Linked DNA regions of Arabidopsis thaliana: region 2 is linked to region 1. The links are chromatin contacts, called in public targeted proximity ligation maps. All regions are on one chromosome and are shown on one strand. The core of a region is the stretch at or near the end of the contact, and the rest is flanking DNA. Distances in the headings are between cores, read along the strand shown.

What was found.
Region 2: a contact with region 1 is called in a targeted proximity ligation map of shoot, with 10 read pairs. A contact is called at or near these places in 5 of 26 Hi-C or Micro-C datasets (leaf, root, rosette leaf and 1 more) and 1 of 2 datasets of targeted methods (shoot).

What each region holds. Positions count from the first base shown.
Region 1 is chr4:1,289,549-1,294,740 of TAIR10.1, reverse strand. It overlaps AT4G02920, which reads right to left and starts at 2,258. Exons shown (of 5, transcript NM_116526.4): 1 at 1,836-2,258; 2 at 1,343-1,511; 3 at 824-1,244; 4 at 675-740; 5 at 1-581. The coding sequence starts at 1,925. The coding sequence ends at 71. AT4G02910 reads left to right here and starts at 5,126. Exons shown (of 4, transcript NM_116525.1): 1 at 5,126-5,160. The coding sequence starts at 5,126.
Region 2 is chr4:1,325,810-1,331,058 of TAIR10.1, reverse strand. It overlaps AT4G03010 (RNI-like superfamily protein), which reads right to left and starts at 1,511. Exons shown (of 1, transcript NM_116535.2): 1 at 1-1,511. The coding sequence starts at 1,107. It overlaps AT4G03000 (RING/U-box superfamily protein), which reads right to left. Exons shown (of 3, transcript NM_116534.5): 2 at 4,547-5,249; 3 at 3,539-4,244. The coding sequence ends at 3,711.

The DNA of each region.
Region 1 (5,192 bases), core at 1,009-3,508:
TTTACAAACGACCTTTTAGAAGCTTTCCATGGAGTAGTAAATCAAGATTTTTACCTCTCACCCCGATTTTTCAACATGCAAACCTAAGCGCAAACACCGCGATTACCGTTGCAGCTCTGTAGTAAACCTCCTTCATACTTCTCTCCACACTGTTTATGATTTCGTCATCTTTCAAACTTGAACATGGCTTGTTCGCTTTCCTATTGACATGAACAATCACCTCCCTGAGTCTATTCACAGCCCATGACAGTATTACCAAACTCAAACCAAGCCCAGTGTCGAAGAACTTATTTGCGCAAAAGGGTACACGCCTTGAAGCAAGGCTACATACGACAGAAAAGAGCACAGCGATTCCAGTTCCAGCAGCAGTGATAGAGAACTGAGTCAGAAGCTCTGAGAGCTCTCCACATGATTTCTGTAAAGAGAGTACTGTTGTGTGTTTGTGTCGATGATCATTGCCTATCATTAAAGAGAGAAGGCTCTCGTAAGCGTGGAGATGATTTCTTTTGTATAGGTCCCTCTCTTTAGCTTTTCGCTTCGTGTTGTGTTTCCTTGGTGACTTGAGCCTGCTTTTCTCAGGACTTGTTCGAATGAAAAAAAGAATACGAATATGAGAACACTAACAACACAAAAGTAAGTAGTTATAGAAGCAAGTAGCGATGAGATTATATTACCTCTTCAAAGGTGCTAGCACTGTAACTGCTTTCAGCTTAGCCGGTGTAAATACGTCACTTTCAAACCTGCTTAGAAAAACAGTGAAAGGTTTTAACACCGAGAAATCAACGCAACACAAGCGAGCATAAATCTGGGCGATGGATTTTACCTCTGAAAGTGTGGGATAAGCGGTGAGAGCTGTCTCCATTTTGTTGTTGAATTCCTTGACAAATTGAACTCGGAAGCAATAGAAAGTAGATCATTCAACTCAGGATTGCTACTTGAAGAGAACAGAACATGACCATTCGATCGCACAGAGAACTCTGGATTCTCCATCATATCCCTAACGAGATCCAAAACCGGTTTCCCTAATTCTTGATTCAAGTAAAGAACAGAGGAAGTATCATACGGTCGTAGCTGAGAACTGGATTTCATAGACTCAAACTCCATCAATTCATTTAACAGCGACATATCGAATCCTTTTTCCTTGAACTCCTCTGACTGAGACAGAAGAAACTCCATCACCTTTTCTTGTCTTGCAAACTTATCAGCGATTCCAAAGCTCAAAATCAGAGATTCTGGTGCCGTCTCTGTATCAACCATAAAGCAAGTTCATGTAAATTAACGAACTGATTGCAGAAAGGTTCATTATTAACTGATAAAACCAGAAGCAGTAATTGAGCCTTACCATGAACATCCATGAGCAGAGGTTTCATCATGGCTGAATCAATCTCCACGAATTGGCTAAATGAAGAAACCGGTTTCCATGGTTCCAAGAGTTCTGTATTCAGATTGAAGGAGCTTGCAGGTATGATCTCTTGTCTTGCTCCGGGATTCACCAGATGAGACCGGCTATTCTGCTGATTCATTCATTGACAATAACAGAATCAAAACAAGAGCCATCAAATCCAACAAAACGCAGACGCAAAAAACGCAAATCAAAGATGCTAACTTTACATGAACCTATATAAACTGAATCATTCAAATCATCAAATCCAACAAGATGTACACGAAAGACACCAACTTTACACGAACCCAGATAAACTGAAGCATTCAAGTCATGAAATTCAACCAGATGTAGACGAAAGACACCAATTTTACAGGAACCCAGATAACAGAAGCAACCAAATTATCAAAAATCCAATATGAAAATGAAATGATGACTCTGAAGAATTAGTTACCTTGATGATTTCGGTGTTGCAGAGGTCTTGAGGAAGACCAAGGCCAGGGATTGAATAACCATGAGAAGTCATGAAGCAAAGCTTGATCATTTTTTGGTTGTTGTAGCTGAAGAGAAAGAAACAAAGTTCAATCCTTTCGAAGAAAACTTGGTTCTTCTCTTCTCTTGTTCGTTAAAAATCCATGGGTAAAGAAGAAGAAGAAGAAGAAACAAAGCTTATCGCTAAGACTTCACCTACGCCGCAGAAATGAGATTTAAGAATCTTCTGGATTTTTGGCTGGGACCGAAGAAGAAGACAGTTTAATTCTTAAGATTTTTTTGAGGCTTAGAATTATTCAATTAACAAAACTAAACCCGACTCTATGTCGACCCAAAGGAACAAATAACAACTCTTTGACCCAACTAGTACACCTTAATAACAAACTTTGGCCAACATTGTTTGCAAAAAGAGACACTTCTTTCGATTTTCATTTGTTTTACGGTAATATACTTAGTAACACGAATTTGCCCCTCTCAATTTCATCCTTCTCTTTCGCTCCCTTTGGCATGCTTTCTCTCTCTCTCTTTTTCTTTTTCTTCTCCATTTTAGTTACTTAATATTAGATATTTCGTTTATTTTATATATAATTATTTACTTAAAAAAAACAACGGATAAATCTTAAAATATAAGAAAAATTAAATATTAATTTATTATATAAAAATAGATAAATTATATTATATTAAGTAACTCAAATAATAAGAGAGAAAAGTAGAAAAAATACAAACACACGTTCAAAATAAAAAGGAAACAAGTGATTTTTATAAAATAAATTTATTTCACCAACTAAAATTTATTTTTTTCGTTCATAACTTCACCGCTCATTTATTGTGTTGTTCATATAAAGAATTAATCACAGTTTGTGACAATTAAAGATAAGTGTGGGAGGTCCCTAATAACTGTGTGAAATGAAAAATACGAGACACCAATTATAAAAGAAGAAAAAGCACCACACTAATAATAAAAAGAAAATAGAGTGTCTTGAAGGTTGCTCTAGTCATGGTTCCCCATGCCATCTCACCTTATTTCTTCTTCTTTGAACATCTCCAACAATGGCCCTCATTTTAAAGGGGGCACACCCTCAAAATGAAGATTTGAGGGTCACTTACTCCAATGGTATACCCACAAATTTATTTTAATTTTTTGAAGTATTTACATTATAATCCTCAATTTTTAACAATAATCAGTTATAGTGATAAAACTTTCACAAATAAATATAACACATATATTATAGAAACAATTATGCCAAACAAGATTTAAAAAAAAAACTCCATATAATAATATAATATTATATATAAATTAAAAAAAAAACATAAAAAAAAACATAAAATGATTTATAAAATTACAAAATTACTCTATATAAATATTTCCAAAATGCTCCCATATATGATCACTCAATGCATTTCAAAGTGATAAATTAGTCTCTTTATTTTTTATCTGTAGATTATAAGATAAAAATTGTTGAAATCTTGTCTGTTCATTTAACCCCGTTTCAACTGTTGGCGGTGGCATCAATCTTGAATCTCTAATCAGTGCATTGATATCATGTTCATCCTCAATTATTATGTTATGCATTATAATGCAAGCTGTCATTATATCATGCAATACTTCTTTGTTCCAGTAACATGACGATCATGCTATGATAGCAAACTTCGATTGTAAGACTCCAAACGCACGTTCAACATCTTTTCGGCATGCTTCTTGTTATGAGATGTCTCTCTTGATTTTTTGAAAGAAAGTGCATCAACTAGAAGCAAGGATTATGAGATGGCTCAATTGCGTATGCAAAATCAAGCAAAAAAATTAGCTCTAAAAGAAATAGGGAAGGAAAATAAAATATTGCTAACACGTTTAAGCGATATTGATGATAGTAATACATGTGAATTTATACGATCTGAACAAGCAAGAATCATACAAAAAAGAAATCAAGAACAACAACAACCTCCGATTCCATCAAATGTTTATGGACAATATTTTGGTGATCTTGGAGGTTCAGGATCAAATTTACCTGAATATTAATATTGCATTACGAATTTAATTTTTTATTAGTTATGTTTTAATGTAATTTTTTCAAGTGTTAATTTATTTTGTGTGTTTATGTATTTATTTATCATTGTAATGTTAATTTTAATTTGTGTTGAAATGCTCAGTGTACTATTATTGTTGTATTTGTTTTTTATATTTAAATAATTTTCATTTATTTAAATTTATATGAATATATTTGAAATAGTTGACTTTAATAGAATTATTTGTAAGGAATATAAAGTACAAAGACTAAAATGAAATAAGAGAAATATTTTGAGGGTGTGAATAGTGCCATGAGGGTTTGAAGGGTTGTTGGAGTTAGAGTTAAAAACCCCTCAAATTTGAGGGTTTGAGGGTCTGTTGGAGATGCTTTTAGATCTAGAGATTTTTTTTTCTCTCTAGTTTGTTTGTAAGATCTTTTTAATTTATAGTGTTTCGTAAGATCTTTCTAGTACAATCAATTTACTGGTTTTTGTCATCGGTGATGAAGTGTAATTTATCCATTCTTTCTATTATTTTTTCTTTGACATCGTAGTTTTTTCTTTTCTCCTTTTTTTAGACATTGTAGTTTTTTAATATATGTCACCTTAATTGAATTATTTGTTTGATTTTGTTAAGGTTGGTAAATTATCATTGATAACGAAGTTTGTCGAGATGGTAATGGCCCAAGGGCTGCGTATGACAGAAATTCTAGGGAGCATAAGAGAGAAATTGACATTGATGGTCGAAGATGGATGTTGAAGAGAGAGAGAGAAAAATATACAAACACACGTTCAAAATAAATAGGAAACAAGTGATTTTTACAAAATAAGTTTATCTCACCAACCAAAATTTATTTATTTTTTTGCCCATAACTCTACAGCTCATTTATTGTGTTGTTCATCTAGAGAATTAATCACAATGTGTGACATTAAAGATAAATGTGGGAAAGTATTATTAACTGTGTGAAATGAAAATCACGAGACACCAATTATAAAAGAAGAAAAAGTGTTACAATACCACACCAATAATAAAAGGAAAATAGAGTGTCTTGAAGGTTGCTCTATCACGGTTCCCCATGTCACCTCACATTTTTCATCTTTTTAAATCTAGAGATTTTATTTCTTTCTAGTTTATTTGTAAGATCTTCCTAGTTTATAGTTTTTCTTAAGATCTTTCTAGTCCTTAAACATCTTATCAAGATAAATCTTCATCCTCTCATCCTAGTTCAAACGCCTGAATATAGTACAATGAATATATTGGTTTTCGTCATCGGCGATGAAGGGTAATTTATCCCCTCTTTCTATTAATTTTTCT
Region 2 (5,249 bases), core at 262-2,761, 37 kb before region 1:
TAGCACCATACAGTTGTATTGCAGACACAGCGAGCTGCTCACCGGAATATCTGCCGCCGGGCTAATTTGTATTCCCGTCAAGAAGTTGTGTTGGAGGTACAGTGTTTGAATATTCGATGCCAATAACCGATCCACGAAGCTAACCGGAACTTGACCGGTGAACCGGTTATTGTTCAAATATAGGTTCTGTACGTTGGAGAGAAGCGGAGAAAGCTCGCCGGAGAATCTGTTGTAGCTTAAATCGACGGTTGGTATTGTTACCTGATTCGGCGGTTGGATCACGCCGTAGAAGAAATTGCGTTGTAATTGAAGATTGGTGATCGGGAAGGTGAAGATCTGACCGGGGATTGCACCGGTGAACCGGTTTAAGCTGAGATCAAGGTAATTGAGCTGGTTTAATCTGAGTAAAACCCGGTATACTGGACCGGTTAGCTGGTTCCAAGCGAGCGAGAGATATTGTAACGACGGCGGAAGAGACGTCAGAGAAATTATACCGGTGAGATTGTTGCGCTTGAGATCGATTCGGGTTAAGGATTGTGAGAGGAATTGAGGAATTGATCCGTTCAAGTGATTGTGACATAGAATCAGATTGGATAGCTCCGGTAAGGATCCGATTGACGGAGGGATCGACCCGGTTAGCTGATTATAGCTCAAATCAAGCGTTTTGAGTCCCCGAAGCTCGCTTAGACTCGCTGGAATCTCACCGGAGATGAAATTCCGACTGATTGCGAGAAATCGAAGATTCTTTGACTGTGAGATTGTATGCGGTAACGAACCCATGATCCGACCCGGGACGATAGAGAGCTCCGTTAAAGCAGAGAGTTTTCCAATAGCCGGGTCAATCCGACCAGATAAACCGGGTGAACCGGCTCTTGGATCACCGAGGTTAAGCGCGGTTACTTTATCATCGTCACAGTAAACTCCTGCGAAGTTACAAGGATCAGAGGTGAAATCCCATGAATCGAAGAAATTGGAACCTGGCAAATCATCGAGTGATTTACGAATCGCTTGCAGAGCCAAGAAATCAACTGGGACGATGATCGATTCCACGATTAAACCGAATCGAAGAAGAAGCAGCAAAACCGAAAACAGAGTAGCAAATCTCATTGTAGCCGTTACAGCTTTAAAAACAGAGACTTTATAAAAAAAAACACAAAACAGAGACAAGCTTTATAGTTGAGAAATGGGTCAGAAAGAGAAAGTAAGGGTTCTTGTGGGAGTTTTAATGGCGGATTTTGATACTAGTGACGTCAAATGACTAAAAAGGGAGGGAAAATGGAAGATAGATAAAATGGTTTCTTCAAAGAGAAGTGTGACTGTGTGAGAGAGACAAAAAGGGTAATCAAAATGGCTTAAGAAGGAAGCGAAATCAAGAGCTGAATACACTTTCTTCGTCTTCCTCTTGCTTTTGTTGTGCTTTTAGTTTCTGAGATTTTCTTAGGGTGGCTTTGTGAAGAAAAGGAGTCATAAATGCTAGTAGTGAGAAGTGGGTTTTAGTTTTTACATTTGTGATTCGTTTGTGTCAGTGAAAAATAAAAACAAATGTAATTTTATGTCGGGAATATGCAACAGGGAAAACGGCTGTCCGAGCCTTAGGTTCGGAGTAACAGGTCAGCAGCTTCGAGAGAAAGGAGAGCCTAGGGTGGTTGTTGACTCGTGGTGGTGGGGTCGTGACTCACGTGACATGTGTGTACTTTGGGCTTTATGTCTGTTGACACGTCAGCTAACTGTTTTTTTTTAACGCAAGTTTAATTACTTAACCCTAATAACAAAAATCTTAGGTTTAGGATGTGCGTATAATGACTGATGATCGATAATATTCTTCATAGCAGAGTTTGTGTTTTTGGTATACACAAAATTTTGGTCTGAATGTGTTTTCTTCTTAGGCTAAACTTAAAATTCGTATATCAATATAGTTGTTTTTAATTTAATATCATATGTTATTGCATCGGATTAGAGTATAAGTGGATCTCTAGTTTTGTAAGGAAGCCAAGAGAGAACATTCCAAGTGATCATAGCCAAAGAAGATCTAAAATTATGGTCCCATCGATAGAGAGAATTTGCACACCTGTTGGAATGTGTGTTTGTATCTTCTCAGTCGTCATGATCACATTGCACCGATGTTCTCACCAAATTTTATCAAAAAAACAAAAAACAAAAAACTACTATGAGATCTTTGATGATGATGATCATGGTGATGTCGGTGATGATGGTGGTGATAGAGAGCTAATGAGATGAATATTAGTGATGCTATATGACTAGTCATTTTCACTACATCTGCTGTTTTTTCTTTATGCTCCACACTTGCTACACATTACGAAAAACTTACGGCTTCTAATAATTACCTTTACAATGATTACAAATTCGACATATACAATTATATGACATATAGCAGTTAAGTAATATGATCTCAAAGATACACGGTATACTTCTTGGATTGGAGTAGTCTAATAACAAATTTTCAACTTAGAACAATATATTAAGTTGTGTGTATCTATATTAGGACGCATCAAACCCTATATTTCATCATGGTTGGACCGTTTTATTCAATGGCCACACACAAAGACGAGCTGATATCTATTTTCAACAATCATTTCCTATATATAAACTAAGATACATGTTAATCATATCCCTAGGAGACTAATGAACTATATATACATTATAATTCAACCATTTGTGTATTTTGATAAAGGAAGATTATTAATTAAAAGGGTTGATTCATCCACACGCAGTGATGATAAAAAGCGGCACATATGGTTGTGTATTCATAATCTCTTCATGAAAAAGGCGTTTTTCTTTTCGGCCAAACTCACGAGAGTACAATCAAACTCTAAAATGGTGTATACAAGTCTTTGCCTCGTTGATCATTAACCAAAAATTCATATCTTAAAACATCAATGGATAAATGGTCATATACAAATGTATATATTAATGGCCAAGAGTCAAGATAGTGCACCTACTACAATGTAAGTTTAATGGTATAAACAAAAGATGAGTTAACCGATGTGAAACAAACAATATTATAATCATTAGCACCCTTGAATTGATAGAATTCAGTGCATATCGAGCGGTAAACTCAAAATATTGAAAGATAGTTAATCTTGGAAACAAATTTAGTTCATTCTTTTTTGCGGCGATTTTTTTATTATAAAAAAAAGTCTGGATTGATGTTTGTAATCAAGTAACTTATATAAGTTTTGCGACCATGTTATTATCCAAAATACGTATGTGGGTTGTTAATCGAAAAAAATGGATGAAGATAAATGAATTATACGATTAATTAATGGATAATTTCTATTGTCCTGTTTTGACCAACTTTGAGTTAGACTTCTAAGACCAATTCTAATGTTAAAAGTCAAACTCTACTGCACAACGAGCACAGTAGAGTTTTAAAGGAACTCTCATAGAATAAAGCATAGAATAGTATGAATAAAGGTTTTTCTTTTGTTTTAGATGTAGATCAAAGGCCACATCTAATGTTAAAAGTCAAGTCCTACAGAATTATAATCATGCAAGTTCAACGAACATGTATTGAGTAGGTTGTTTAGGAAAGTCTTCTTCCATTTATTATTGAGGGATATATAGAAATGAGCAAATTGTGAAGTCACTCTTTACAAGCTGTGTATAATTTAGATGTAAATAGAGCAGTCCAAAGAGATAAAACCAAAGCAAAACCTTCATTGCCATATTGATTCAAAACCCAAGCGCTTTTACCCGCGAGCAAAACGAGCCTGAATCCTCCTCTGGATTTTGGCTCGACAAGACGGGCAATCTTCCATGGCTTCCTTCTCATGAAGCTGGTTACATTTAGAGCAAAGAACCTGATGGGCACAAGGCAAGAATATCACACTCATCTCTTCAGACAAACACATCACACATTCCCTCTCTCTTTTGATTTTCGACTCTGCCCCCTGATTATTCTCCCATACTTTTGCTGATGCCATCGAGTTTGCCTTTGTGTTGGTGGTATGATTCATTCCACTCTTGTTACCGTCATTGTTTCCGTCTATGCCTTTTTTCAAAGCAGCTATCTTCAAGCTGTCTGACTTGAGTTTCAGCTTTGAGATCTCAGTGTCAAGTCTTTTGATGTTCTCAATGTAGTATTTCACATCGTTCTCTGCTTTTGTTTTGATCCGCTCTTCTTCTGCTTTTCCGAGTTCTTCCAGTTTCCCTCTCTCTTTCTTTAATGCAGCTGCTTGAGCAGTGAGTTTCCCCGTCGCTGACTTTTCTTGTTTCCAAGTAGCCTGCAACTTAGTTTCATTAGTCATCTTGATGATAGCTACCACACTTAGACTACAATCAGTTACTAGTACAATACTATGGTTAGTTCTTGATTTAAAGAACACGGCACAAGAAGTATAAAGGTAGACTCTCAGATGTAAACATATTATCCCTCCAATTTCTCTAATTCCTTAGAAATGAAATGATTACCTGAAAAAAGAATTGTAGAGGAAATGATATGATCAGTTGTCATACAATAAATTACAGCTCCGAAGACGAGAAGACCTAAAACGTGCAAAGGCATTTTGCCTACAAAAGAGCTAACCTCAATTTGGTTTTGGCGGGTTTTTGCCTTGGCAACTTCTTGCTGCAGCCCTGCCACCTTGTCTCTTTGACTCTTGAGCTCTTCCTGCAGTAAATTTTTTTGCCCTTCCCACGATTGAGAATTCTTCAACAATCTTTGCACTCTCTCCTTTGCTTCTCTACAGCTCTCAGCGGACTCGGAAGCTCTTATATTAGCAGCTTCCCTCTCTCTCTTTAACAGAGATTGTTCCAGCTCGAGCCTGCGAATTGTGTTGTTAGTTCTCTCAAGCTGGTTGGTTGCGTTATTCAAGGCCAACTCCATTTCAGATCTCCTTTTAATAGTGTTTTCTTCCAATAACTGCTTCTCTTTTCTGAACTCTTCTGCCTCTTCTTTCTCTTTTCTTAGTGCCTTAAGCTCTGGTTGGTCCTTAAGAAGTCTAACAGTAGCCTGTTTTACTTTCTGATTAGCCCAGTCAGTCCAATCCTGCAATTCTTTCTGCAGATCTTTCATTCGGGGAACTAGCTTTAAAATCAATTCATCTCTTTTATTCCGGGGAATATATATTCCCAGAGTTGCATCGTATGGGATTGCAGCATAGTAATCTGGTGCTGGTTTCGTAGACACAGAAGGCTTTTCTTCAGGCTCAGAACCGGACTTCTTTTCTGAAGCTACTGGTGCTGGAGCATTATTAGCAGGTAATGCAGTAACATGCTCCTTAACATCT